Regions from separate parts of the Mus musculus genome. Here all the other regions are linked to region 1. A link is a contact called in public HiChIP or PLAC-seq data. All regions are on one chromosome and are shown on one strand. The core of a region is the stretch at or near the end of the contact, and the rest is flanking DNA. Distances in the headings are between cores, read along the strand shown. Region 1 overlaps Gm51545 (a long non-coding RNA gene). Region 2 overlaps Cdh1 (cadherin 1). Region 3 holds the start of 1110028F18Rik (RIKEN cDNA 1110028F18 gene). Region 4 overlaps Smpd3 (sphingomyelin phosphodiesterase 3, neutral).

What was found. HiChIP or PLAC-seq counts read pairs in DNA pulled down with a chosen protein or histone mark.
Region 2: a FOXA1 HiChIP or PLAC-seq map of pancreatic cancer cells shows a contact between it and region 1. The contact joins two enhancer-like sites. A contact is called at or near these places in 4 of 39 promoter capture datasets (cancer-associated fibroblasts, cranial neural crest, maxillary cranial neural crest and 1 more), 4 of 484 Hi-C or Micro-C datasets (bone marrow-derived macrophages, embryonic fibroblasts, embryonic stem cells and 1 more), 13 of 115 datasets of contacts at active chromatin or transcription factors (embryonic basal ganglia, embryonic midbrain, embryonic stem cells and 5 more) and 3 of 9 other capture datasets (adipose tissue, liver and pancreatic islet).
Region 3: an HNF4G HiChIP or PLAC-seq map of pancreatic cancer cells shows a contact between it and region 1. The contact joins the promoter of 1110028F18Rik here to the enhancer-like site in region 1. A contact is called at or near these places in 3 of 39 promoter capture datasets (the 3T3-L1 cell line, the SN4741 cell line and frontonasal cranial neural crest) and 6 of 115 datasets of contacts at active chromatin or transcription factors (a beta-TC-6 cell line, bone marrow-derived macrophages, embryonic stem cells and 1 more).
Region 4: a contact with region 1 is called in a FOXA1 HiChIP or PLAC-seq map of pancreatic cancer cells. The contact joins two enhancer-like sites. A contact is called at or near these places in 1 of 115 datasets of contacts at active chromatin or transcription factors (pancreatic cancer cells) and 1 of 9 other capture datasets (adipose tissue).

Annotation. Positions count from the first base shown.
Region 1 is chr8:106,435,830-106,442,734 of GRCm38.p6, reverse strand. Gm51545 (a long non-coding RNA gene) reads left to right here. Exons shown (of 3, transcript XR_003947445.1): 2 at 3,559-3,704; 3 at 6,000-6,905. Among named protein-coding and RNA genes, the nearest start is that of Zfp90, 24 kb to the right of the region's middle. Within about 2 kb of position 4,789, at least 22 of the 459 cell types and tissues checked have an H3K27ac peak or open chromatin away from gene starts, as enhancers often do. A contact at or near this core is called in embryonic fibroblasts and pancreatic cancer cells, where this site is marked.
Region 2 is chr8:106,616,372-106,623,146 of GRCm38.p6, reverse strand. The region is part of intron 2 of Cdh1 (cadherin 1); the gene reads right to left. Among named protein-coding and RNA genes, the nearest start is that of Cdh1, 16 kb to the right of the region's middle. Within about 2 kb of position 3,291, at least 153 of the 459 cell types and tissues checked have an H3K27ac peak or open chromatin away from gene starts, as enhancers often do. A contact at or near this core is called in embryonic fibroblasts and pancreatic cancer cells, where this site is marked.
Region 3 is chr8:106,585,468-106,591,736 of GRCm38.p6, reverse strand. It overlaps 1110028F18Rik (RIKEN cDNA 1110028F18 gene), which reads right to left and starts at 4,594. Exons shown (of 3, transcript NR_045470.1): 1 at 4,320-4,594.
Region 4 is chr8:106,273,529-106,279,445 of GRCm38.p6, reverse strand. All of the region lies in intron 2 of Smpd3 (sphingomyelin phosphodiesterase 3, neutral), which reads left to right. Among named protein-coding and RNA genes, the nearest start is that of 4930506A18Rik, 5.7 kb to the left of the region's middle. Within about 2 kb of position 2,550, at least 13 of the 459 cell types and tissues checked have an H3K27ac peak or open chromatin away from gene starts, as enhancers often do. A contact at or near this core is called in pancreatic cancer cells, where this site is marked.

The DNA of each region.
Region 1 (6,905 bases), core at 3,540-6,039:
TCACCACTACCACTGCAATGTAGACACATCCACGGATAATACCCAGACAAATAGAGGCCCTGTGTACCCTGAATTGGAGCCCTGTGCTATTTTCATGTGTTAACAATATGTTACTATTCTTTTGACTATCTTTAATGGCAGAAACCATTTTCAACTACTGGAAAGTATTAAGAACAGGTGTGGCCTACAAATACTAAGCATAATTACTATTTGAGCTAGCAATTTCACTCCTAAATACACACCTGAAAGAAATGATATATTTCTACATAGAAATTTTTACATGAAAGTGTATAGAAGCTCTATGACAGGTGAAAAGTAAAAGACCTGCCCCACCACAAAGCTGGGGAGAGGGGCTCTGTGGGGAGGGTGTGGAGAGGAGTGCTGGGAGGAGTGTGGGAGGAGTGCTGGGAGGAGTGTGGGGAGGAGTGCTGGGAGGAGTGTGGGGAGGAGTGCTGGGAGGAGTGTGGGGAGGAGTGCTGGGAGGAGTGTGGGGAGGAGTGCTGGGAGGAGTGTGGGGAGGAGTGCTGGGAGGAGTGTGGGGAGGAGTGCTGTCTTCTGCACATGGCTTGCCTTTGCACTCCTGAACTCACCACAGCTGTGGTCATGTGCGCAAGGTCAAGCCAACAAGGTCAGCCAACGTTCCAGTAGGTGGCACTGATTGTATTTGGTGGACTGGTTTTTTTCAAAGGAGAGGTCATGAAGGTGGGAGGACATGTTAAGGGTGGTTGTGATCCAGATGTGTTGTGTACATGCAGGAAATTGCCAAGGACTGAATACAAGGTACCTTTAAAAGTAGAAGGTCACAAATACCATGAACTAATACACACATAAATAAAGTGTGGCATATCCACACAAAGAAATATTACTCAAATTTTAGAAGGAATAGTAGAAGGAATAGTGTCTCTATGTGCTATAGGAAGGCTGGGCTTTGAAGATGGTACACTGGGTGAAACAGCCTGATGTATGCCGTATGCTACGTGTTGTGTGCTGTGTGCACTGTGTGGCTGTGTGTGCTCTGTGTGGTATGTGTTGTGTGTTGTGAGCTGTGTGTGCTGTGAGCTGTATACTGTGTGTGCTGTATGTGCTGTGGCTTTCACTTGTTGAAATGCCCAGAATAAGAAAGTCTGTTGAGGGCTGGAGAGATGGCTCAGTGGTTAAGAGCACTGATTGTTCTTCCAAAGGTCCTGAGTTCAAATCCCACATGGTGACTCACAACCATCCTTAAAGAGATCCGATGCTCTCTTCTGGTGTGTCTGAAGACAGCTACAGTGTACTTACATATAATAAATAAATAAATCTAAAACAAACAAAAAATTGACTGTTCTTCCAGAGGTCCTGAGTTCAATTCCCAGCAATCACGTGGTGGCTCACAACCATCTGTAATGGGATCCGATGCCCTCCTCTGGTGTGTCTGAAGACAGCTACAGTGTACTCAGTATAAAGAAAAAAGAAAATCTGTTGAGCTAGAAAGTGGATGAACTGAGAGCATTTAGAACCACAGCATCTCTTCTAGGGATGATGAAAATGTCCAGAATTGCTCACTGTGGAACATACAACAGCTTGTGAGAGGTGTGTCGGCTAGACAGATGAACTGTGAAGTCTGAGAATAAAAACAAAATAACAAGCCGAGGATGGTGGCACATGCTTACAGTCCCAGCTCTGGGGACAGTGACACATGCTTATAGTCCCAGCTTCCAGGAGGATGAGACAAACTGACCACAAGTTCAAGGTCACTCAAGGGCATATGTGCTCCCTTGGTATGCATGTGGAGGTCAGAAGACAACTTTTGGGAGTTGGTTCTTTCCTCTTGCTGTGTGGGTTTCAGAGACTGAATCCAGGTCAAGTTTGGTGGTAGGTGCTTGTCTTAGTCAGGGTTTCTATTCCTGGACAAAAAATCATGACCAAGAGGCAAGTTGGGGAGGAAAGGGTGTATTCAGCTTACACTGCATACTGCTGTTCATCACCAAGGAAGTCAGGACTGGAACTCAAGCAGGTCAGGAAGCAGGAGCTGATGCAGAAGCCATGGAGGGATGGTCTTTACTGGCTTGCTTCCCCTGGCTTGCTCAGCCTGTTGTTTTATAGAACCAAGACTACCAGCCCAGAGATGGCACCACCCACAAGGGGTTCTCCCTCATTGATCACTAATTGAGAAAATGCCTTATAGCTGGATCTCATGGAGGCATTTCCCCAACTGAAGCTCCTTTCTCTGTGATAACTCCAGCCTGTGTCAAGTTGACACAAAACCGGCCAGTACAGTGCTTTTACCTGCTGAGCTATCTCACTGGCCCACAACTTTAATCTTTTATTTACGAATTGTCTGTGACTGCTAGTTTTTGAAACAAGGTCTCATGTATTTCAGGCTGGCCTTGAACTGTCTATGCTGCTGAGGGTGATCCTCCTGCCTGTATCTTCAGAGGGCTAGGATTACAGGTTTGTAAACAATCTGCCTGGTGTATGCAGTGCTGGGGCTCAAACTCAGAGTGTGGTGCCTAAAAGGCAAACACGCTACTTTCTGAGACACCCCCACCCACACCCACACCCCCAGGCCATGTGGTTGCTGTGTGACCTAAGAACAGAGCTGAATTCTTACAACAGAGACCCCCCCAGGCAGCAGGACCTAAAACACGTATTGTGCAGATCCATACAGTACAATTTTGTTGATTCTGAACTAAACGTACATCAACTTAGATCAACAAGGGATACAACTGAATGAAAGAAGTAAACCTGATATTTGTTTCCATGTAAGAATTACCTTGGGACTAGAGAGATGGCTTAGTGGTTAAGAACACTCGCTGCTGTTGCAGAGGACCCAGGTTCAATTCCTGGCACCTGCATTGGGCAAGTCATAACTGCCTATAACTACCATTCTGAGAGATCTGACGCCCTCTTCTGGCTTCTGTGGGCACCGCATGCATGCAACACATATACATATACTCAGGCTCATACATACACATTAAATAAAAGGGAGGGAGCGGGGAGGGAAGGGGGAAGGAGGAAGAGAGGGAGGGAAACTAGTTTATAGCAAACTTAAAGCCTGAGATAAACATTGGGTTTGGTTTTGTTTTTATTGAGAAGTTCAGGATCAGTTATAAGGCTCTGAGTCTGCAACTCAGCCCACAAGCCGTTTGTCACTCAAGGGCCTACCTAGGTCTGCCAACACTAAATAGCAACTTCTCTCTAATGATGATTTCTATTTGGGTAGTGCCAAGGAAGCCAATCAGCTGATAAGTTACAGGGGCATGCCTACAGGTCAGGTAGCTTCAACAGAAATGTCCAGTTCTGGAGGCTGGAAGGTTCCAGATCAGTAAGGCAGGTTTTATCCCGAGTCCCCTTCTCCTGGCTTGAGGGTGGCCAGTGCCTCTGTGTGTTCCCTGGTCTTTGCTTGGTATGAGCAAAGTCAGAGAGCTCTGGCGTCTCATCTCCTGCTCTTTCTTATCTTCCTCTTGTGAGTCTATGCTTGCATGTGTGTGTGTGCGCGCGCATGTGTGCATGTGGAGGTGTGAAGGCCAGAGATTGTCATGTGTCCTTAATCACTCTCCATGTTATTTTTTGAGACAGGGTCTCTTGCTCAACCTAGAGCTTACCAATCCATCTAAGATGGCTGGCCAGCAAGGCCTAAGAGTCTCCCTGTCCTGTCAGTGCTGGGACTGCAGGTACATACTGCTGTGCCTGGCTTTCATGAGGGTGCTACTGATGCTCTCTTGGTGAGTGTAGGAGGAACTGTGAGGCCACCTCTGCATAAACGCTGGGGTGGAGGGAGGCAGAGGGAGGCAGGGGGAGGCAGGGGGAGGCAGGGGGAGGGTGCGCAGCCACAAAGGCATCTCCGGCAGGAGGACCTAATCGAGGACCCCCTGAGAGACCAAGGATTGCTGATGCAGAAAATGCCAGCCAATCGGGAACTGCTGTTTAGAAGAGCCGCTTTCTTAGGCCCAATGGGGCATAGGTGGAAGGTATTAAAGGAGCTTGCAGCTGTGTTCAGATGAGCTTGCTGCTTGAGTTTCTCACCTGCTCCTGGAGTCTGTGCTATTGATTCTTCACCACCCTACCTCCAGCCTCCAAGGGCAAGTAGGGTCAGGCAGTGGTCAGTCTAGGGCACAGGCAGCAGGCCAGCACTTTCCCCACTCAACTGTCTTCTCAGACCCTGACTTCCTCTTCTTCTAAAGGCACAAATTCACAGCCAGGTGTGGTGCTACACACCTGTAATCCCAGCACCTGGGGAGAGAGAGAAGCCAACCAGAAGTTCTAGGACAGCCCAGCTAATTGGAGCTTTATAGCAAATAAACAAAAAGTCCCAAATCCTATCATGTTCCCACTCATAACCTCATCTAAATCATCACCTCCCAAAGGCTGGCTGTTTCCAAAAAGTCACCGAATTTATTCCATCCCCGGTGGATACCTTTTGTAGGGATGCAAACATTCATTGCAGAAAGAACTCAAAGATATGACTCCCAGGAGACCCACCAGGAGAAATTTGTAAGCTGGCTACTTCAGGAAGAAACTGGACCTGACGTATGGTGCTAGGCCAGATTCGGGAACAGTCTCTCAATCTAGGGTACTGGGGCAGGAGTTAAGCACCACTAAGCATTATTAAGCACTACCAAATAGCATTAAAGACTGTTAGAATTGTTAGTTCTGTGTTGAGCTTTTGTTAAGTCTTTATTATAAACAATCTTTGAATGCTTTCTGGGAATGACTAAGCTGCCAAGAGCTGGCTCTTTGACAGGCCCTTCCCTCGTGCCAGGCAGCCTCGGTCAGCTGTTACCTAAGCAGCCCTTCCCTTGGTCCTTGGCTGGAATGCCCTTGTCACAGCCTGGTCGCTTTGGGGGATTTACTTTATTGATACTCTGAGGACTGTTCAGCTGTGGCCAAGGTCTTAACTACCCCCACAGCTGAACATGTGCTCCAGTCATGACTACTCTGGACAGGGAACCTCTGTGAGTTCAGTGCCAGCCTGGTCTACATAGTTTCTAAGCACTGGCTTAGAAAGCAGTGCTCTACAAAAGAGAGCAACTCCTGGTGTGTGTGTGTTGGTGCCAGGCATGGTTCTGTATCCTGGAATGAAGGAGATATACACAGGAAGGCCAAGAATTCAAGGTTAGCCTCCATTACATATAGATTTTGAGAACATCCTGGGCTACATAAGCTCTATCTACAGAAAAATCAACCAACCAATAATAAGATAAGTTTTGGTGACCTTGAAATTATCTTGGCTGTTCTTGAACTCTCATTCAGACAAGAGGAAAGAACTCCCACCCCAACCCCCACTTCCATTTCCCCATTTCCCACCTTCACCCCTGCCCAGCAGAAAGTCACCGATTGCTGTAGACCATTCCTTTTATTTGCATGAAGGGCTATGCTGTGATTGGCACAAATACAGTCCTTCATTTGCATGAAGGGCTATGCTGTGATTGGCACAAATACAGTCCTTCATTTGCATGAAGGGCTGCACCATAACTGGTACAGACATTCTTGCCCCCCCCCCCCACCTACTACTTGGTTATAGAACCAAAGTTTTCAGCTTACTTTTTTTTTTTAAAGATTAATTTATATGTAAATACACTGTAGCTGTCTTCAGACACTCCAGAAGAGGGAGTCAGATCTCATTATGGATGGTTGTGAGCCACCATGTGGTTGCTGGGATTTGAACTCCAGACCTTCGGAAGAGCAGTTGGGTGCTCTTACCCACTGAGCCATCTCACCAGCCCCTTCAGCTTACTTTTAAGGTGAGCTGGGAGACACCCTTTTTCGCTATTTTCCGGAGATATAACATTAAGAGTCAACAAATGGTATCTCCTGAATGGCCTTTTCTTTCTTTTCCCTTCCCTCCTTTCTTTCCTTTCTTACCTCCTTCCTTTTTGAGATAGTTTCTCTCTATGTAGCCCTGGCTAGTCTGGAAATTATGTAGACCAGATTGGCATTGAACTCACAGAGGTTCCCTCACCTCTGTCTCCTGAGTGCCGAGACTAAACTTCTTTGCTTACTTTTGATTTCTATCACAGGTACAGTGGGCTGAGCTGGTAGCGTGAGAAGACAAGCAAAGCAGCCGTGGCAGCAACAGCAATGGCAAGAGGGCATCCAGAGTTCCAGAGAGAGATGCAGAGACAGGCAAGATGATACAGGACCCTGGAAATAGAGGTTATCCAAGGCCAAAGATGAGGGATGCAGGCCCTGACCGCTGGAAGAGTTCCTGGAAGCTGCTAAGCCTTGAGAGTTGATGGTCCTTACACCCATAGCAGCATGCAAGATGTAAAGGGATATGGCTGAGGTTTGAGAGCTCCAACACTAGGTGATGTTCGCTGCTGCTGCTGCTGCTTCTGTTGTTGTTGTTGCTGCTGCTGCTTCTGAGTCTGAGGTTACACTGGCTGCTACTGAGAGCTGGTCTATTGACAAAGCCCAGAGACATTAAAGCCTCTAGGGTGAGTCCCTACAGCCATAGGTCTGTGGACCCTAAAGCTTGGAGCCATTAGCTTTTAGTTCTTGGGACATAAAGCTATACGGTTCTGAGTCTGTCAGCCAGCCCACAAGCTTTTGACACTCAAGGGACCGGGTCTACCAATACTAAAATAGTTACCTCCCTTTAACTATGATTTCTATTTGAGAAGACCAACGGGCCCTCCCGAGTCAGCTGACTAGTAACAGCAAGATGCCTCTTAGAAAAGAATTTATGACTGGTAAGGTGGCCTAGGGTGTAAAAGTGCTTGTCCCTACCCATAACAACCTGAGTTCATTCTCTAGGATACACATGGTAGTCAGAGACTAGCTACCCTCGCAGGTTATCTCCTGACCTCTATACTTCCACAGCAAGTATGCGTGCTGATATGAAATAAATATAAAACAATTAAAGTAAAGTCATATTAACATGAAGGACCACTACCCATTTTATACAGCCATACAAAAACTCAAAG
Region 2 (6,775 bases), core at 2,042-4,541, 180 kb before region 1:
GGATTAACCAAGCCACTCTCCCAGCGAGAAGAAAAGGCAGACTGAAGGCTGGATGGACAGAGCCAGGTCCCTTGGCCATCCAGCCTCTTCAACTCTGGAATTCTGTCACACATCTTACATAGCCTGCTTGCCTGCTTAAATCTGTTCTTCAGAACACACGACTCTCAGCACCCGGGAAGCAAAGGCACAAGATCGGGACCAGCCAATCTACATGACTTCCAGTCACTCAGAGCTCAAAAAGAAAAAAGAAGCGGGGAGAAGGACAGGGAGGAGGAGGGTACAGTGTACTGTCATTGTTGCCCTACATTTCTACCTGGAAGGACCCTGAGATTCATCCCCACTTTAGACCTGATTCTACTTCAGGGGTGAATCAACACTTCAAGGAGAATTTATATCCCTCAGGGGGGAAATGTGTGCCCATAAACAGATAAAGGGGAATTCAGAGTTCAGTGTTATCCTTGGCTACATAGCACACTTGAAACAACTGTGTGTGTGCAAGGCATACAGACACACTTACACATTGGCACACTTGCACACACACACACACACACACACACACCTTGTCTACAACTTGAAGTGGCTTCTCCTCACTCCCCAAGTCAAGAACCATCAGGGAGAGTTTCTAAATAAACCATCAAACCATCAACTACCAACAGGTCTCTGGCCTCCGTTCCTTAAGATGGACAGGCCTGTCAGGGTCTGTGCTTTGGGGGCAAACAATGTCTCTCTATGTAGCCCTGGATGTCCTGGAACTCACAGAGATCTACCTGCTTCTGCCTCCTGAGTACTGGGATCAAAGGCCTGAGCCACCACATCCAGCGAGAGTCTACGCTTTTAAGCTTTCTAGGTGAGGCACTCCCCAGCGTAGGCTTGAGAACGTGCGTTCTGGTCCAGATGATCCTTATAGTAGGACCAAAAAGACAGTCCACAGCCCTAGGCCAAGAGGTAGAGGCAGGCAGACCGTTAGGAGTTTGAGGCTATCCTAGTCTACACAGTGAGTTCCAGACCGCCCAAGGCTAGTAAAGACCCTGTCAAAAGAAAAAGAAACAAAAGGGGAGAAAAAAGGAAGGAAACCTACCTAGCCTACAAGAGGTCCCATGTCCACCCTCAGGGCTATAAAAATAAGTGAAGTTAAAATGCCCAGTCCTTGACAGACCTCATCCCAAATATTTACGTCAGAGTCCCTAGGAATGGATTTTTCCTTAGGTACCACCACCCTGTAGAAATACACTGAGGAGCACAGGGGGTGGCACACACCTGAAATCCCAACAGAGGCAGACAGATACAGATGTAAAGGCTAACCCGGAGTGTGGGGGAGCAGAGCTTAGTAGTTTAGCAGTAAAGTGTTTGCCTAGGAGACAGGTGGCTCTAGACTCATTCCCAGCACTGAAGAGACAGACTAGCAGCTCATTAAAAGTAAAGGCTTTCCCCAGAATTCGGCAGAAAGCCCTTTAACAATTGATTAATTACTCAGCATTTCCAAAGATGGAGCTACAGACAAAAGGATTAAGAGGCTGCCTCCCTTTCCCCATTCATCTGGCTCCTTAGTCTCCCCTGTAGGTTCACCTCACCCTTCCACCCACTACCCTAGCCTGCCTTTCTAAACCTCAGTCTCCTGTTTGTAAAGAGGGGCAGAAAGGACTGCAGCAATAAAGGAATTGGACGTGGGACGCCCCCTGTCTCATCTCAATCCTTTGTCTCCTCCGCATTGGACCTATTGATTGCTATTGATTGATTCTGCATAATCTGCCTCTCCTCCCCACCTGATGCCAGGAGGAACAGGTTGCCCACATTTTCACAGGGGACTCTGCAGACTCTCTGGGCTGGTGCAGGATGGGCTGTTGGGTACGCTTAAGAGTGAACAGAAGCCGGGCAGTGGTGGCGCACACCTTTAATCCCAGCACTCGGGAGGCAGAGGCAGGCAGATTTCTGAGTTCAAGGCCAGCCTGGTCTATAAAGTGGGTTTCAGGATAGCCAGGGCTATACGAGAAACCCTGTCTCAAAAAAACCAAAAATAAATAAATAAATAAATAAATAAATATTACAAATAAATAAAGGGTGGCCAGAAAGAGGGCATCAGCCGCGTGCACGTGTGCGCGCACGCATGTACACACACACACACGTACACACACGTACACACACACACACACACACACACACACACACACACACACACACACACACACGATGGTTATAAGAACAAAGCCAGGAAAAGAATCCGACTTTCCTGTAATGACCTCCCCTCCTGTCTCTGGGGTCCCTGAGGCCCAGTTCACACCTCTCCTAACTGCTTAGCGAGTACTTGAGACACCAGGTGCTACTCTGGGGAAACAGGAGAAGCCAGTGAACTTCTGCTCTTGAAAAGAAGCCAAGGGAATGGAGATTAGAGAAGGCTTCCTGGAGGAAGCATCCAATGAGCTGACCTAACAGTAGGTCTAGCAGCTGGGCAGGAAGCCCAGCCAAGTACCTGCTGGAAAGGAAGACAGAATGTGCCAGCTGGTAGCAGGGAACCTAGCGGCACTATCAAGAATGTGAATCAGGGCCCCCACCCTGTGCCACCTGGATCAGAACCCAAAGGAGAACAAGGGCTCTGACCAGCTGGGAACCAGAGCAGCCAGAGGCTGGTGTCCAAGCCATTAGCTATTAAGACCCTACTGCTTGTAATGGGGGTGGGGGTGGGGGAATAGGCTAGAGGGGTCTGAGAGTCCTTGTCACAAAATGGTGCCAGGGCCTCTGTACAGTGCCACCTACCTCTGTGCTCCTCCTGTCTCCTGCTGCCCACCACCTACCTGACTCTACACACACTGCCCTTTGCTCAGAGGCTCCGTCCTGGCTGTGCCCTTAAGGCTGCCCCCAGCCTCTGAGCTCTCCCCTACCACAGCTCTCCATCTTCAGGCCCAGAATGAATGAACAAACAAACAAACAAACAAGATGTCTGGTAAGCGAGGATGCTGCCATTTGCTGAGATGGGCTCCTAGACGAATCTAGAAGCAAATGGAAGGGGAGGGCTGGGAGGGAGAAGGGCAGTCACAGAACAGGGCAGTCACAGAGCAGCCCCAGAGGTCACACCAGGCCTGGTCTGACCATGCAAGCCTCTCCATGGGATAGGGAACAACACACCCTTCCTCCTCGCGGGTTTCCAGCTAGCCTGGGGCAGGAGAGGGAAGAGGGCCTGCTGGCTACTCCAAGCTCTCCAGGATTTCCCACCTCGATGGCATCCTAACAGGCCCCAGCCCTATTGCAGACAGTCTCTATGACCTGGGAAGGACAGTCAGGAACCAAGAACAAGCTTCCAACAGGAAGTTTGCTCACAGACCCCGCCCCTGTCATGTGAGTCATCGTTCAAACATCCCTTTGCTCTGGAATCTTGTGAGGGGGGGATCACCCCCCTCCTTTGCTTACTGTGGCCCTCCCCTCTCAGCCAGCAGAGAGACTGCCTCTTCCCTCTGCGCATGAGCTGCACCCCCTGAGGCTCCGACAGCTGCTCCAGCCCACACAGGCCTGGCCCCACCTGCATTCTCAATGTGCCCATTGTCTGATAACTTGGCACCCCAGCACTTTCCACCACCTCAGATCCCTCTCCAGACCCCCTTGGGACATGGGGAGGCTTGTGACCAACACAAAACTCCTGGGAGGCCCTCACGGGGTGCAGAGGAGGAGTGTGTGACGGTCGGAAGTAGCAAAAGCACCTTTCCTATGGGAAGCTGTTCCCACAGACAAAACTATCCAAGGCCTGTTGGGAAGGAAGCAGTTTTATATTCTTTTTTTTAAGATTTGTTTATTTATTATATGTAAGTACACTGTAGCTATCTTCAGACACTCTAGAAGAGGGAGTCAGATCTCGTTACCGATGGTGAGCCACCAAGTGGTTGCTGGGATTTGAACTCAGGACCTCTGTGCTCTTACCTGCTGATCCATCTCACCAGCCCCCGCAGTTTTATATTCTTATTCATGGAAAACTCCATTTAAAAGATGAAATGGGGAAAAAAAAAAAAAGCCAAACCACCAGGAAGGTGTCCACTAGAGTCACGTGGAGTTGGTCACAGAGGCCACTGAGTCAGGGAGGGAGCTGGAGACTATGGAAGTTTCCTTATCTCTGATCCATATTTAGATTTTGGTGGAGAGGTTCCCCTCCCAGTTTCAGACTTAACAGAGTTTAAGGTTTGGAAAACATCTACAGAAAACAAAATAGTTGCTCATGCAAAGCGTCTGTGGTGGTGCGGCTCCGTCTCTCCCCATTGTTGCCAGCTACGTAACTCCACAGAGTTCCCTCACCGTGAACACCCTCCCCTCCATCACTACCACCGTCCAACAACTGTCCTTGGCACTCACAGAGTTAACTGCCTCCACTCCCCCTCCCACTCCCACCAAAGTGATTACTAGAAAACTCCTAGGTAGTAATTTGGAAAAGAAAAAAAAAAAATAGTGATTAAAAGGAGCTGGGAGAAAGCGGAAGCACGGAAGCACGGAAGCACTGCCCACTTCCACCTCCAGGTGACCAGATTTCAAGGGAGCACAAGGCGGGCAGTAAGTAATGCCCTTCTGTTACAGGCTTCATTAGCAGTCAGGAGCTTGAGGCTCCAAGTACCCAAAGGACCAGAGATAGAAATGGACTGCATGGGGGCAGGGAGCGCTCAGGTTCCTTCCTGGGAGCTTGAAAGTGAACAACCCCAGGTAGGGCTGAGCACAGGGAGGGGGAATGTAGGCTGGGTTGAGAGTAGCTTTATCATGTAGATCTCGGCTGGGGACCCTGGGATAGTAAGCAGCTTTTACAAGCTTCCACTATATATCATTTGGAAATGGAATTATCTATATAGTAACTAAAGTTGGTGCAAAGATTAAAAATCAAAGTCACACATCAACAGCTAGTTTAGTATTCAATGGAGGCACGCCATGAACACTGTAGCTATTGTTTGGTGAAAAATGTTTCCAGTCTGGCTCTGACCCCTGGCCAGTTCTTCTGCATTCCCTGAACTTGCTAATTTATGTACAAACTAAAGAACTAGAGGGGGCTGAAGAGATGGTGCAGTGGTTAAGAGCACATACTGTTCTTGCAGAGGACTCCAGTTCGATTCCCAGCACCACCGGAGAAGGCTCGCAGCTGGGGAGGGGGGGTTGTCTCAGGGCCTCCTGGGCACCTGCACTTGTGCACTTAGGTATTCCTATTGTTCAGGAGGAAGGATTCGGGAAGAGGAGAACAAGGAAGTTTCTAAATCAGACTCCTATCACCATATCTACAGACAAAGCAGACGGCCCCTGTAAAGCCAGTGCTGTTGGGGACACGAGGATCATCTCAAGTTGGAGGCCAATCTGGATTACATCATCATTCTAAGGCCTGCCTGAGCTATAGAGACCCTCTCTCAAAAACAGCAACAACACAACAACAAAAACCAAAAACAAACCCCTCCATATGCTTAAGCACCAGGCACTGAAAGCAGAAGTGAATGAATGTTAGCTCACTGGCTCCCTATCTCCTTTCACAGGTAAAGGGACAGACGGACTGAGGTTAAGCAATTTACTGAGGTCCAATGGCAAGGAGGGGCCGCTGTCCAGGCCACCCAGGCCCTCTCCTCCCTCCCTGCTGACTGTCATTCTATGTTGCCGCTGTAATTTCACCAGCTGAAGAAAGAGCAAGCACTCAGGAGTCATCTTGACATCTGCTGATTAACCTGACACTTGGTGACCCGGTCCCTAGGGTTTTTTTGTTTTTTTTTTCCCCCTCTTAAGACAGGGTCTCATCTGAAAGGTATTTACTTCCCTCCCAGGTTTTAAGGACTCCTATTGTTCAAGCGAAAGGATTAGCAAGAGAAGGGGGGAAAGGGGAGAAGGCGTAACAGACTCCAGAAGAAAAACCAGCTGAGGCGGCCGATGATGAGGAAATTTCAAAACCAAAGACTCCAATCTGAGCCCAGAGACCTGTGAGGTGCACCAAGGGTGTGAGTGAGTTCCTTCCTTCTTCACTGTGAAATAGTCTCCTAATGCTGCCCAGACTCACCCTAAATTTCCAGGCTAGATCCTTCTGCCTCAGTCTCCCCGATGGCTAGGGTAACAGGTAGATGTAGACAGGGGTTCTCCTTTCAGATGTAGATTAGAAGTTCACCCCCTTTATTTTATGGGCTTTCTCCACGGGCTTAGTCAGGCCTGAGAGCTGGGTGGTCATGAAACTGGCTACCTGAACTTCACCAAGAAGCTACTAAACACCAGCCATGTCTGCAGAACTCCTGAGCAGGAAGCCAGGGAGAAGGGACAAATAACACGTACAGTGAGGGACCTTGGAACAATCAACCCTAAATGGAATGAATACCTCTGCCAAATCCCTCACCTTGGGGGCCCCAGGGAGCCCAGCAAAGAGGAGATTGGAGGACATCAAGGAAACACAATTTGAACAATGCAGGCATGAACTCAGAGACTGTGGCAGGACGCATAGGGTCTGCAGGGGTCTGCACCAAACGGGGGACATTAGAGCTGAGTAAAGTGGACACACGGCCCCACCCCTAACCTAGAAGCTATCTCAAACTACTAACCACTTGCAAATGAAAAACTAGTTCATGAAAAATTCTCTAAGAGAGAAACACACCACTCAGTTTAAGGGCCCATGCCGGCCAACACAAAACAAACTCAACAGCAGCTTGGGAAGTTGTCCCATAATGTTGTGCCAGGACATTTGTTTCTAATCTTACAGGCCATGTACATATATTACGGCTTCCGGTTTTGTTTTTATGGACCCCCTGTTTGCATGTAAACGTCTGTGTCTGCGTCTCTTAAGCTTTCTCTT
Region 3 (6,269 bases), core at 3,345-5,844, 150 kb before region 1:
TTTAGCCCTGGCTGTCCTGGAATTCATTCTGTAGATCAGGCTGGCCTCAAACTCAGATCTGCCTGCCTCTGTCTCTTAAGTGCTGGGATTAAAGGTAGGTACCGCCACACCTGGGCTATTTATTTTTACTTATGTGTATGTGTACATGTGTATCGACACCTTTAAAAGTCAAAAGACAGTGTTGGATCCCCTGGTACTGGACTTATATGGAGTTATAGGCAGTTATGAGCTGCCCAATGTGGGTTCTGGGAATCAAACTCAGGTCCTCTGCAAGAGCAGCATGCTCTCCTAACCACTGAGTCCTCCTCACACACACACACACACATATTTGCCACTTATTTACCTGTCTGTTTGTTTGTTTGTTTTGAGAGAAGGTTTCTTTGTGTAACCTTGGCTATCCTGGAACTGGCTCTGAAGACCAAAGCTGTCCTTGAACTCACAGACATCCACCGACCTCAGCCTCCTGAGTGCTGGGATTAAAGGTATACACCACCATTGCCTGGCTTATTTTTTATGTTTTGATTGTTGTTATTGTTTTGTTTTGAGATAGGGTCTCAAGGACCCCCAGGCTGGCCCCCAAACTCACTGTGAAACTGAGGATAACCAGGAACTTCTGAATCTCCTGCCTCTCCCTTCCCTGTGCTGAGGTTACAGATGCGCACTGTCAAATGCTCCATCTATGGTACTGGTGACTGAACCCGGGGCTTTTTGCATGTTAAACTATTGTGGTATCAACTGAGCTACATCCTCAACCCTTTCCTTTTCATTCTGATGCAGGTCCACTTAGTTGCTCAAGCTGGTAGCCTAGGCAGGTCTTAAACCTGTAATTCTCCTGTCTTGGATTTCTAGGTAGCTGTGGTTACAGCCTACATCACTGACTCTAACGCTTGCTTAATTTACCGTCTGTTGCCCTGGCCGGAACTCTAGTCCTAGAGTAGCCAAGAGGAGGAGGCAGGCAAATGGCAAGAGACTAAAGTACTGCTATTAGTGTCCTTGGAAAGGTTGGAAATCTAGATAGAGTTTTTGTCTATTTTCTCTACAGCGTTGTCCACCAAGGAAGAATTTTCCAGTATGCTGAGGGCTGGGATAGTAACCCTAAAGGAGGATTGGCTCCAAGGACAGTGGGGACAGTTTATCTTGCAGCTTTCCTGCAGAGCAGAGATTTTCCTTCCCATTTTACAGAGAAAGCAACTGAGCCACAGATCAGTGATCACAGTTTCATGACAGAGACAGCCTTGAGGCTGGGGTGGTGCCACTCCAGGACGAATCCAGCACACAGTCCCCAACCCAGACTTGGTGCCTATCAGCCTGGGCTTAGCCCATGAGGAGTGGCACTATTAGGAGGTGGCCTTATTGGAGGAGGCATGGCCTTGTTGGAGAAAGTGTGTCACTGTCACTGTGAGGGTAGGCTTTGAGGTCTCTGTGCTCCAGCCCCTACTAGTGGTTTGGGTGTTATGTTTTATTTGTTTGTTTGTTTGTTTGGGTGTTCATTTGTTTCATTTTAATTAATTATTTATTTTATGTGCATTAGTGTTTTGCCTGCATGTATGTCTGAGTGAGGGTCCCCTGAAACTGGAGTTACCTACCATTAAGAGCTGGAAATTGGATGGGGGGGACCTCTAGAAGAATAGCCAGGTCTCTCAATTGTTAAGCCATCTCTCTAGCCACTATGTAGTCATAGATGACCCGGAAATGGTTGTGAGCCACCATGTGATTTCTGGGATTTGAACTCAGGACCTTCAGAAGAGCAGTCAGTGCTCTTAACCGCTGAGTCATCTCTCCAGCCCTGTTTGCTTTGTTTCTAAAGGATCGAGACAGGGTTTCTTTGTATAGCCCTGGATGTCCTGGAACTCACTCTGTAGACTAGGCTAGCCTCAAACTCAGAGATCTGCCTGCCTCTGCCTCCCAAGTGCTGGGACTAAAGGAGTGTGCCACCACTGCCCGGCTAGGATCGTTTATTTTTATTGTATATGTTTGAGTACTTTGCCTGCATGTATATATGTGCATGGTGTGGCTGGTGCCATGTAGGTTGTCAGCAGGTATGTGAGTGCTGGGAACTGAACCCACATCCCCTGCAAGAGCAGGAAGTGCTCTTAACTGCAGAGCCAACCCTCCAGTCCCCTTGCTCCATTTTTCTGTTTTCTGAAATGGAGTCTTGCTATATGTAGATTGGCTTCAAATTCACAGTCCTCCTATCTCAGGCGGCTGAATGCTGGGATGACAGGCATGTATCTGACACCACACACCTCTTAGTCACAAGCTTTTGAACAAGCCATTTAAACTCTCACTAGAGACTGAGGATTTAGCTCAATGGTATCATGCTTTCCTCGAAGGCTAAGGTCATGGGTTCAAACCTAGCACTGAAAAAACAAAACAAAACAAAACAAATAGGCCTCTCTCTGGACTCTCTCAGTTCTTTCATCCTTCCAAGAAAAATAATTAAGCAGCTATGTGGTTGAGTAGCTCTAAGGATCAGGTGAGGTGGCATTTGCCTTTAATCCCAGCCCTCAAGAGGCAGAGAAAGAGCCTGGGTGGATTTCTGGAAGTCTGAGGCCAACCTCAACTAAATAGTGAATTCTAAGGTAGCCAATCTCTGTAGAGAGAGAGACCCTGTCTCAAAGAGAAAAACAAACAAACAAACAAAAAACAGAAAACAAACAAAACACCCCAGGTGCGGTAAGCTAAGTAAACACAGCAGACAGGAAATGTTAAGTAAACATTAACTATTATCATTTCCACAGTGCACATTACTCAGTGGCCAGGGCTTTTCCTGAGCCAAGTCCACAGAGAGCAGGCCCTCTCCAGCCTAGAGAGTTAGTCAGTCAGACCTCCTGATAAGGGGTGGTAGGTCTCTCCCATTGTACAAATAACTTTGGTCTTAGTGATGACTGATCAGGACTGAGAACGGCTGTTAAGGCCAAAAGCTCTGCAGCAACCTGTGTCACCTCCATGCAAACAAACAAACAAACAAAAAAAAAAAAAAGAGAGAGAGAGAGAGAGACTGCCTCCCTTCTCAGAGTGGGGTGTGTGTGTGTGGAGGAATCAGGCCAATATCAGACCCAGCCTAGGGGAGAGAGAAAGCCCCTCCCAAAGGGCAAGCCCTCTTGAAGTTTGCCAGCCAATGAAAATAGCTCCTTGACAGTCAGTTTCACCCTGGCTAGATAGAATCACAGATACCAAGGGAAGGGCTGGAAATTCACTGTGTGTGTGTGTGTGTGTGTGTGTGTGTGTGTGTGTGTGTGTGTGTGTGTGTGTGTGTTGGGGGAGTGTCTAGAGACAAACAACTCTGCTTTTGCTTTGTTTGATTTAGAATTCCAGGTAGCCTAGGCTGGTCTAAAACTCACCATGTAGATGAGGCTAGCCCTGAACTTCTGATTTTCCTGCCTCGATCTCCTAAATAGTAGGATTACAGATGTTTGCTAACGTGCCCAAATTGCTTTTATTTTTTAAATTAAAACATTGTTTTCTTAGACTATATATTATTCTATATCTAGAAGTGATGTGTGGTGTGTGGGTGTGTGTGTACATGCGCACACGCACAGGGTACATGGATGTGTGTGTGTGTAAATTTTCCTTACTATAAGGAACTTTGAAGCCAGCATGATAATGCACACTTGTAATTCCAGCCCTAAGGAGGCTGGGGCAGGAGGATTATAAATTGGAGACCAGCCTGGCCAACATAGGGAGTTCCAAGCCAGCATGAACTACACAATGAAACCCTCCCTCAAAAAACGTCAAGGGAGGAAAGAAACTTTGTGTCTCACTTTTTTTTTTTTTTTCAATTCCCAGGAGCTAGCCAGAACATATTGTAGGGAACTGGCTGGTGTGATCTGAAAGCAAAATGGTTTTCCTTCAGTAACTCTGTTTCCCCTCTAAGATAACAAACAAGCCTAGAAGAAGTTCCCAGTTTTCTTCTAACCCTAGAAAGTTTGAGCCCATTTAATTGAGTTGATTAATCTACTTATTTATTAGTTAGATTGTTTGTTTTTGAGAAAGCCTCTCTATGTAGACCAGGCTGGCTCACAGAGATCTCCTGTTTCTGCCTCCAGAGTGCTAGGATTAACAGTGTGTGTCACCATGCCTGCTCTTTCAGCAGATCCTACTGGCATGTGCCACCACAACAGGCCATGCCTGCTCTTTCTGGTTTTGCTTTAGTTTTTTGTTGTTGTTGTTGTTGTTGTTGTTGTTGGTTTGTTTTTTTTTTTTTTTTTTTTGAGATAAGGTCTTGTAACTTTAATTCTTTAAATCCTATTTTTAATGATGCTTTAACCTCCCTTTTAGCTCACCAGCCACCAGAGGTAATGAAAAAGAAAGGATACAGGGGTCAGGGGAGAGTAGACCTGTTTAGGAAGGTTCTCTGGAAATCAGTTCAGGTCACAGGTTACCAGGCAGCCGAAGCTCTACTCACTCACAAGCATTTCATGGATACACCAGCAGTCCAGTTCAGTAGAGTTGGATTAGTAACAGTGGTGACAAGACCTAGCAGAGCCAGCCAGGCTTCAGCCTGGGCTCCAGTCAGCCGGAGGGATTAGGAGGAATGCCAGGAGAAGTTCTCAGCTATGCCTCTCTCAGGGAAACGAACATCAGCAAAGCCGCCACACCCATAAGCGTTGCACAGCTAGCTCTATAAGCAAGCCAAGCGCAGCCTCTGTTACTATCCCTTGACTCCTTCAAACATCACGTGTCCTCCACATATCTTGCCTCAGACGGGTCTTGCCTCAGCATGCGCATCCAATCAGCCCAAGTCCTTGGAAGCAGCAACAAACTGCAGCACACCCTCAGAAGCTTTTTGGTGCATTTCTCTCTGGTGTCCCAACAAATGCAGCTCAAAGCATGCAATGGGAGGCAGACCAATACATGTTAGCAAAAAAAAAAAAAAAAAAAAAAAAAAGAAAAGTCCTTCATCACGTGCCCTTTCACATGCTTGCTTTAGCAGAACATCCTCTCTCCTGTGTCTGCTTCAGTCCGCCTTAGCCTTTCACACCTGGGTCCACTTTAATGAAATGTTCCTTCAAACTCGAATGTTTGCCCCAGCAAAACTATCCAACCAACTTTCCAAAGAACCATCATGTTTCCATGTTAAGGTCTCATACTCCAGGCTGATCTGGCACTCGGGGGATGATCCTGAACTTCTCATTCTTTTATTCCCAACTCCCTAATTCTGGGGAGCTACCACAAGTACCCTGGATATTCTGTCTATGGGATGGACCGCAAGACTTTGTCCTTGCTTCAGAAGAGCTCTGCCAGCTGAGCATCACCCCTGGAGCTCCCAGCCTTTTTTTTTTTTTTTTGGTTGGGGGTGGGGGGCAGGGGAGTTGAGACAGGGTCTCTCTGTGTAGCCCTGGCTGTGCTGGAACTTGCTCTGTAGACCAGGCTGGCCTTGAACTCAGAGGTCCACCCATCTCAGCCGCCCAAGTGCTGGGATTAAAAGCATACACCACCACCAACCTGGCAGCTTTGTTCTCTTATTATTTTGAAATAGAGTCTCATTAAATTTTCAATACGGCTTTGACCTTGCTCCATAGCCCAATTGGTGATCCTCCTGCTTCAGTCTTCCCAGTAGCTAGGATTATGGGTGGCACTGCCAAGCAGATAATTTTGGACTTCTTGGCATTGGAGGCTATATAGTATTCTGGTTGCCATTTCTTCCCATAGGAGCCTTGGAGTTAGTTCTCAACTGAGTGAAATTTATGGGTCCTGTCCATTGATTTTCAATTTTCAGCTCAATCTCCAGACTAAGCACTGGAGGAATAGTTACAGTTACAGAACAAAATATAAATGTTCTGAATAATGCATGATGATTAAAAATTGCAAGCCAGGCACTTGAGAGGCCAAGGCAGGCACCGGGTTGCAAACTGTTCTACTCGTATTAGGGAAGTCTGCATGGGAAGCAGCGGTTCCTCTTTCCTCTTAGGGAAACTGAGAGGTGGTAAGATTATCCATGGCCAGTAGTAGGCAAACTGGGGTAAGATATAGTGGACCAGGCACTGTGCTAAATACCAGCAACAGAAAAAAGGGCAATAACATTATCTACATAGAATGACCCTTAGTGCTAGGGTGACCAACTGTCTCCATTTGCCAGAGATGAAGGGTTCCCAAGACAAAGGACTTTACATGCTAAAACTTGGACAACCCCATATAAACCTCCGTAAGTCAGTCATCTCAGACTCAGTAAGCATTGAGTGACCTTCTGCACTTGAGTGTGCGTGTACACATGAGTGCCACTTAAGCCTGTGTTGGTAGAAGGGCTGGGATTTAGTTTTTCCACA
Region 4 (5,917 bases), core at 1,301-3,800, 160 kb after region 1:
GCCATTCTGGCCGTGGTTCAAGGGTCAGGGTGCACAGGGTTGCCCCTGTCAGGCAGGTAGCAGGCTTCCTGTTACGTCCCGACCAGCCACACAATTAGGGGCAGATGATGTCTGTGGGCAGGAGTGGGGCATTGACCTCGCTCCTCATCGGTCCTCAGAGTTAGAAAACAGTGCCTTCTTCCTCTGAGAGGAGTGGAATATCACTCCTTGGTCCTCAGGTCTTAAGAAACAACCTACCAGACCCCACTTGCTTAAAGTATGGGATGTGTTGACATAGCTTGAGCCTCCAGTCAGAAAAGAAGGAAAGAAAGGAAGCCAGAAAGTGGGGGCTAGGAGGGAATTCAGTAAGGGCACTCGTTTGCTCAATTTTTCTGCTCTTTGCCCCTGGTCCTGTGTCACCATACATCTTGCCCTTCTCTTGCTCTCAAGACTGCTCCATCCCAGAGTCCTTTGGTCAAATCTGTGTGATGGGGGCTGGTCACCTTTCTGGTGTACAGACTGCAAAGCTGCATAAAACCAAGAAACTGCCAAGACAGATGTTTGCTTTAGGCAGATCAAAGGTCCACAGTGATCTTGGGAGCCATAGGTGGGGACTGGCTGAGACTTGACAGAGAGAGGACACCACTGTGCTCCGGAGGCTGACCTCTGCTGGAGCCACATCCTTCTGCACAGATGAGGGCTGAGGCAACCATACCTGCAAAGGCATCATGGGAAACTGCTCAGGTCTGAGCTCCTGGGGCTCCAGAAGCAGGAAACACAGAAGTCAGGCTGCTGGGCAGAGCCTGCTTTCCCCTAAGTAGATGGAGCATCAGCAGGAGCCGCTGAAGGCTTAAGAGGAAGCAGTGTGGTCTACTGTGTCATTCAGAAAGATCCCAGCAGTGAGCAGGCGAGCCAGAGGAAGGGGCGAGGTGCTGGAAAGTCAGGGGAGGCTGCTGTGGTCTGTGGCAGGAGAGGACCAGGCGGCTGGGCATGCCTGTGGCAATCCAGCTCCAGAGCCCCAGAAGCAGAGCTGCGGGCTTCTGAGAGGAGGCGGGATATGGAAGAGGATGATGGCTCGGTGACGCCTTGAGAGACCGCGCTGGTGTTAGGAAAACAAGAGGAAAAATGAACCTGAAGGGAAACTGTCAGTCAACTACATGGGGTCAAAGGTCATGAAGCACCTATGCTGGTTGTCCCATGAGGAGTCACCTGAGGGGTTTGAAGAGAGACAGGGGAAAGTTGGGCATTAAGAGTCAGGGCAACATCACAGAGCTCTCAAGAGGGACAGTTGTGAGAGCAGGGAGAGGGCAAGAAGCACAGTGACAAGGGACCAGGGGCAGAAAAGAAGGAAACAGAAATCAAGGAGCCGAAAGGAAAGCCTTAGAGTCTAGTCCTCTCTTCCTCTCTCCTGCCTTTCCTTTTCCTACCTGAGCAAGGTCTTGAACATGCTAAGCAATCAATCACTGGGCCACGTCTCCAGCCCCTGGATCTAATTTTTACTGCTGTTTGTGTGAAACAAGTTCCCATCACTATGTAGCTGAGGCTAGCTAGTTTTAACTTTCCTGCCTCAGCCTCCCGAGCGCTGAGATTGTGTGTATCACTACACGCAGTCTCCTGGGATTATTTCTTAAAGCGATTCTGACCAAAACCGCATGAACTGGGTTTTCATTAGTGCTGACGTCTTTACGGAGATTTTCTTTTGAAAACTTAACAGCAAGTCCACCCAGATACACTGCCCCCACTTCTTCTGTATGAATGGGAGTGCAGCCTCAAGCTGGGCTGTTCACTCCCAGCCAGCTAGAGGGCAGCTTCCGGATAGCACCAGCACACTGTGAATGGTTATGTAGGTTAGCCTAAGCTACATGCCGGTGTACTATCTTTAAACTAAACAAACCAGGGCTCGAGGAGCTGCCTCGGCAGTTAGGAGCATTGGTTCCTCTGCCAAAGGATCTGGGTTCACTTCCCAGCACCCCGCATGGCAGCTCGCAACGATCTGTAACTTCAGTTCCAGAGAGCCAACGCCTCTTCTGGCCTCCAAGGCATCAGACATATATACTGCATACAGACCTACATGTAGGCAGGACACCCACACACATAAAATAAAAAGTAAAAACAAGGCAAACAAACCACTCAGGGGGACTCAGTGGGTACAGAAGCACGCTCTCCTGCCCACAGTCCAGAGCCAATCTTCCTGTGTCTGTGTCCTTCTTGCCTGTAAGCAGTCACTGTGGTCACTAAGGGAGTGGCCTTGGGAGGCAGGAGTGGCTCTTGTGTGGCTCCATCTCTCTTGTGTCCACACTCAGTTCTCGATCTCTCTGCTCTACCTGCCTCTCCCTTGCTCACCGTTTGCCCTGCCCAGTCAATATGCAGCACCCTTCCATCCCCACACCCTCTGGAGGACACCTGCACCTTCCATACGTGCATGGTCACCAGCATTTCTCACCAAACACCTGCAGAAACCATATCTGACTCTGCTTCCCAAGTTCCTTGTTTAACTTCTCTGCCTTGACCCTGTCTGCTGTCCAACACTACTACCCCATAGTATCTGGCCACACCCAACCTCTTGGCTCTGGCCCCAAGCATGAAGCATAGGCTCTTGGCTCTGTCTCAACATGGGTCCACCTGTGAGGACCTGATCCTGCTGCTTCCTGCTTGTCTTCTGTAGGCCCTGCCGGCCCCTAGATCAACCTCTTATAGAGGTTTCTATCCATTCACATGGATTTTCTTCTCTGTGTTTATGGATTTCTTGTCTACTGACGTCAAACTCTTTCTCCCTGAGCAGAAAAATCTCCATTAAAAATGAAAAGCCTAAGGCTCAAGAGTCCCAGTGCCTCATGGTCCCAGAGGATCTGGGCACAAAGCAGGAGTGAACAGTGAAGGGATGAGTGAGCAGTGGGCCTCCTCCTAGCCTGGCGTCTGAGCAGAGAGACATTGCTATCATCACTGAAATGGGGATGAAGAAAGTGGAGTCCAGAGGTAGATCTGGATGTAGTCCTAGAAACCAAAGCCTGTCACTCATTAAGGCTGCGTTCTGGAGTCAAGCAGGGAGACCGATTATACAGAAAACCTTGCCTTCCTCTGCTGATCAAAATGGGATGGTCAGTGCTGTGGTTATCATCAGAGGCTGTCTGGGGCTGTGGATATAGCTTGAAGGTAGAGTGCTGGTCTGACAGGCATGAAGGCCTGTGTTCAATCCCTACAATCATAAGGAACCGACTGTGGTGGCTCATGCCTGAAATCCCAATATCTAAGAGGTTCAAGTAGGAAGAGCAAAAGTTCAAGGTCATCCTTGGCCACATAGTAAGGTCAAAGTCAGACCAGGATGTAGGAAACCCTATCTAGAAATCAAAGATGCTTTATGAGTCCAGTTATATAGTGGTAATCTGGGGCCCTGGCTGATGGAGTAGCTATAATCTCAAACCCCACAGGTCCATGTGGCAGAAGGAGAGAACTCTATGGAAGTTCTGACACCTGCTGTTAAGTGAACTGTCTCACAAGGGGACTAGGAAATGCAACCTTGAAGAGACGTCTGGACAAAGGGAAAAGTTTGCCCAGACTTTTACCAAAGTAAAGCACGCCCAATCCTTTCAGAAGTCACTGCTGTGTAGAAATGTATTTCATCCACACTAGCAATCTATGTACATAGGAACTGCTGCAGCCAGAGCCAAGACTCCTGCACGCTCTATCAGAACTACTCAGCAAGAGGCAAAAGTATTGTGAGCTGGAGGCCAGCCTGGGCTACATAATAATATTTTAGAACATCAAATCATAGTCACAGACAGGGCAATGGTGGCACACGCCTTTAATCTCAGCACTAAGAAGGCAGAGGTAGGCAGATCTCTGTGAATTTGAGGCCAGCCTGGTCTACAAAATGAGTTCCAGGATAGCCAGGGCTACAGTGAAACCCTGTCTCAAAAAAAAAACCAAAGCAAAACCGAAAGCCTCAGTCTCAAAAAACAAGCAGGACTAGGGTACTGGCTCAGTGTTTTAAATGACCGCTGTGCTAGTATGAGACCTAAACTTGGAGTTGTATTAGTGTGGCTGTCGCTGGGGTGGAGCACCATGACCAGAAGCAATTTGGGGAGGGGAGGGTTTCTTAGGCCTTCATATCCTGAGTCACAGTCCACTGAGGGAGGCCAAGGCAAGAATTCAACCAGGGTTGTCTGGTGGGGGCCTTCCTGGGACATTTAAGGCATGAACTGATGCAGAAGCAATGGAGTGTTGCTTACTGGCTTGCTCCTCATGGCTTGCTCAGCCTGCTTTCTTACAGAATCCAGAACCATCAATTCAGGGGTGTCACAACTCATGATGGGCTAGGCTCTTTCCCCATCAATTGCATCAATTAAGAAAATGCTCTGCAGTCTTGCCTATGACCTGATCTTTTTTTAAAAAATTATTTATTTACTTATTTTATGCATATGAGTGCACTGTAGCTGTCTTCAGACACACCAGAAGAGGACACTGGATCCCATTACAGATGGTTGTGAACCACCATGTGGTTGCTGGGAATTGAACTCAGGACCTCTGGAAGAGCAGTCACTGCTCTTAACCGCTGAGTCATCTCTTCAGCCCCCTATGGCCGGATCTTATGGAAGCATTTTCTCAGTTAGGGTTCCCTCTTCTCAGATGCTTCTAGTTTGTGTCAAGTTGACATAAAACTAGCTAGTATACCATGTAAAACCAGGTGTGGCAGCACACATCTGTAACTCCAGTGCTGGGAGACAGAGACAAGCAGGTCTGAGGGCTCACCAGCCAGCCAGCCTGGCCAGAACTGCGAACTCCAGGTTCCATGACTTTATCTCAAAAAAAAAAAAAAAAAAAAATGACTAAGGAAGAAATGATATCAATCTCTGGCCTCCATACCTACAGTGATGGGCAAGCACACCCACACAGGTGAGAAAGTGCTTGCGTGCGTGTGTGTGCGCACACACACACACAAACACATACACACACACACACACCACAAACACATATACATTCACACACACAAACATGTATATATAAAACAATACACAAACAAACAAAAAAATGAAGTACAGAGCTCAATAGCCAAAGCAGGTATAGACAGAGTCACTGCCAGCGTGAGTTGACCAGTTGACCAGCTGACATAGTTGAAACCCAGAGTCCCTAGAGACTCTTGATGTTGAGGATGGGAAAAATGGCAGTACTTATGATGAGCACAGGAGAACCACAGGAGCCATGAGCTCCTCTGTGTTTTGATGTGGGCAGATGACTGGCTTGCAGTTGTACGAGACTCCAGCAGCCCTCACCTCCCTTGCAGGTGAATAGACTGGGACACTGAGCAGCCTCGCACATGGGCCCTATGCAAGTGGCTCTTGGTTATTCTGTGCATCCTCTCTCTCTCTCTCTCTCTTTTTTTTTTTCAAGACAGGGTTTTTCTGTATAGTCCTGGCTGGCCTCGAACTCAGAAATCTGCCTGCCCCTGCTTCCCAAGTACTGGGATTAAAGGCGTGTGCCACCACCGCCCAGCCCTGTGCATCCTCTCTTAAGGGGAGGGAATATGGTCGGTTCTCTTGGAGTCAAGGGCTTCTATACTGGTATATGCAGAAGTCTCTTTGTATAACAGTGGCCAGCGGTCAGAAGTCTTTGAAAGGGTCCGAGACAAAAATCCTTTGACCCTCAGCAGAGAGTGACACCTAGGCTCAGCTGCCCAGGGCTGTACTGTAGGAAGATTGCTGTGTGCTGTCTAACTGATTTAATTTGCTTGCTGGTTAATCGCTGCATACCTTCTCTGGGACACAGTTTGTTAAATGTTTTTTGGCACAGAAAAATCTGGGCTGGATATGGAATGATTCTTCAGGAGGATGTCAGCAAGTCTCCTCCTCCTCCAGAAAACATGTTGCTGTTTCTTCAGAGGCAAAGAATAGTCTTTGGCTTATTTAGCTCTCAAACCATTGGTGACAGCCTTTGTGTCAGA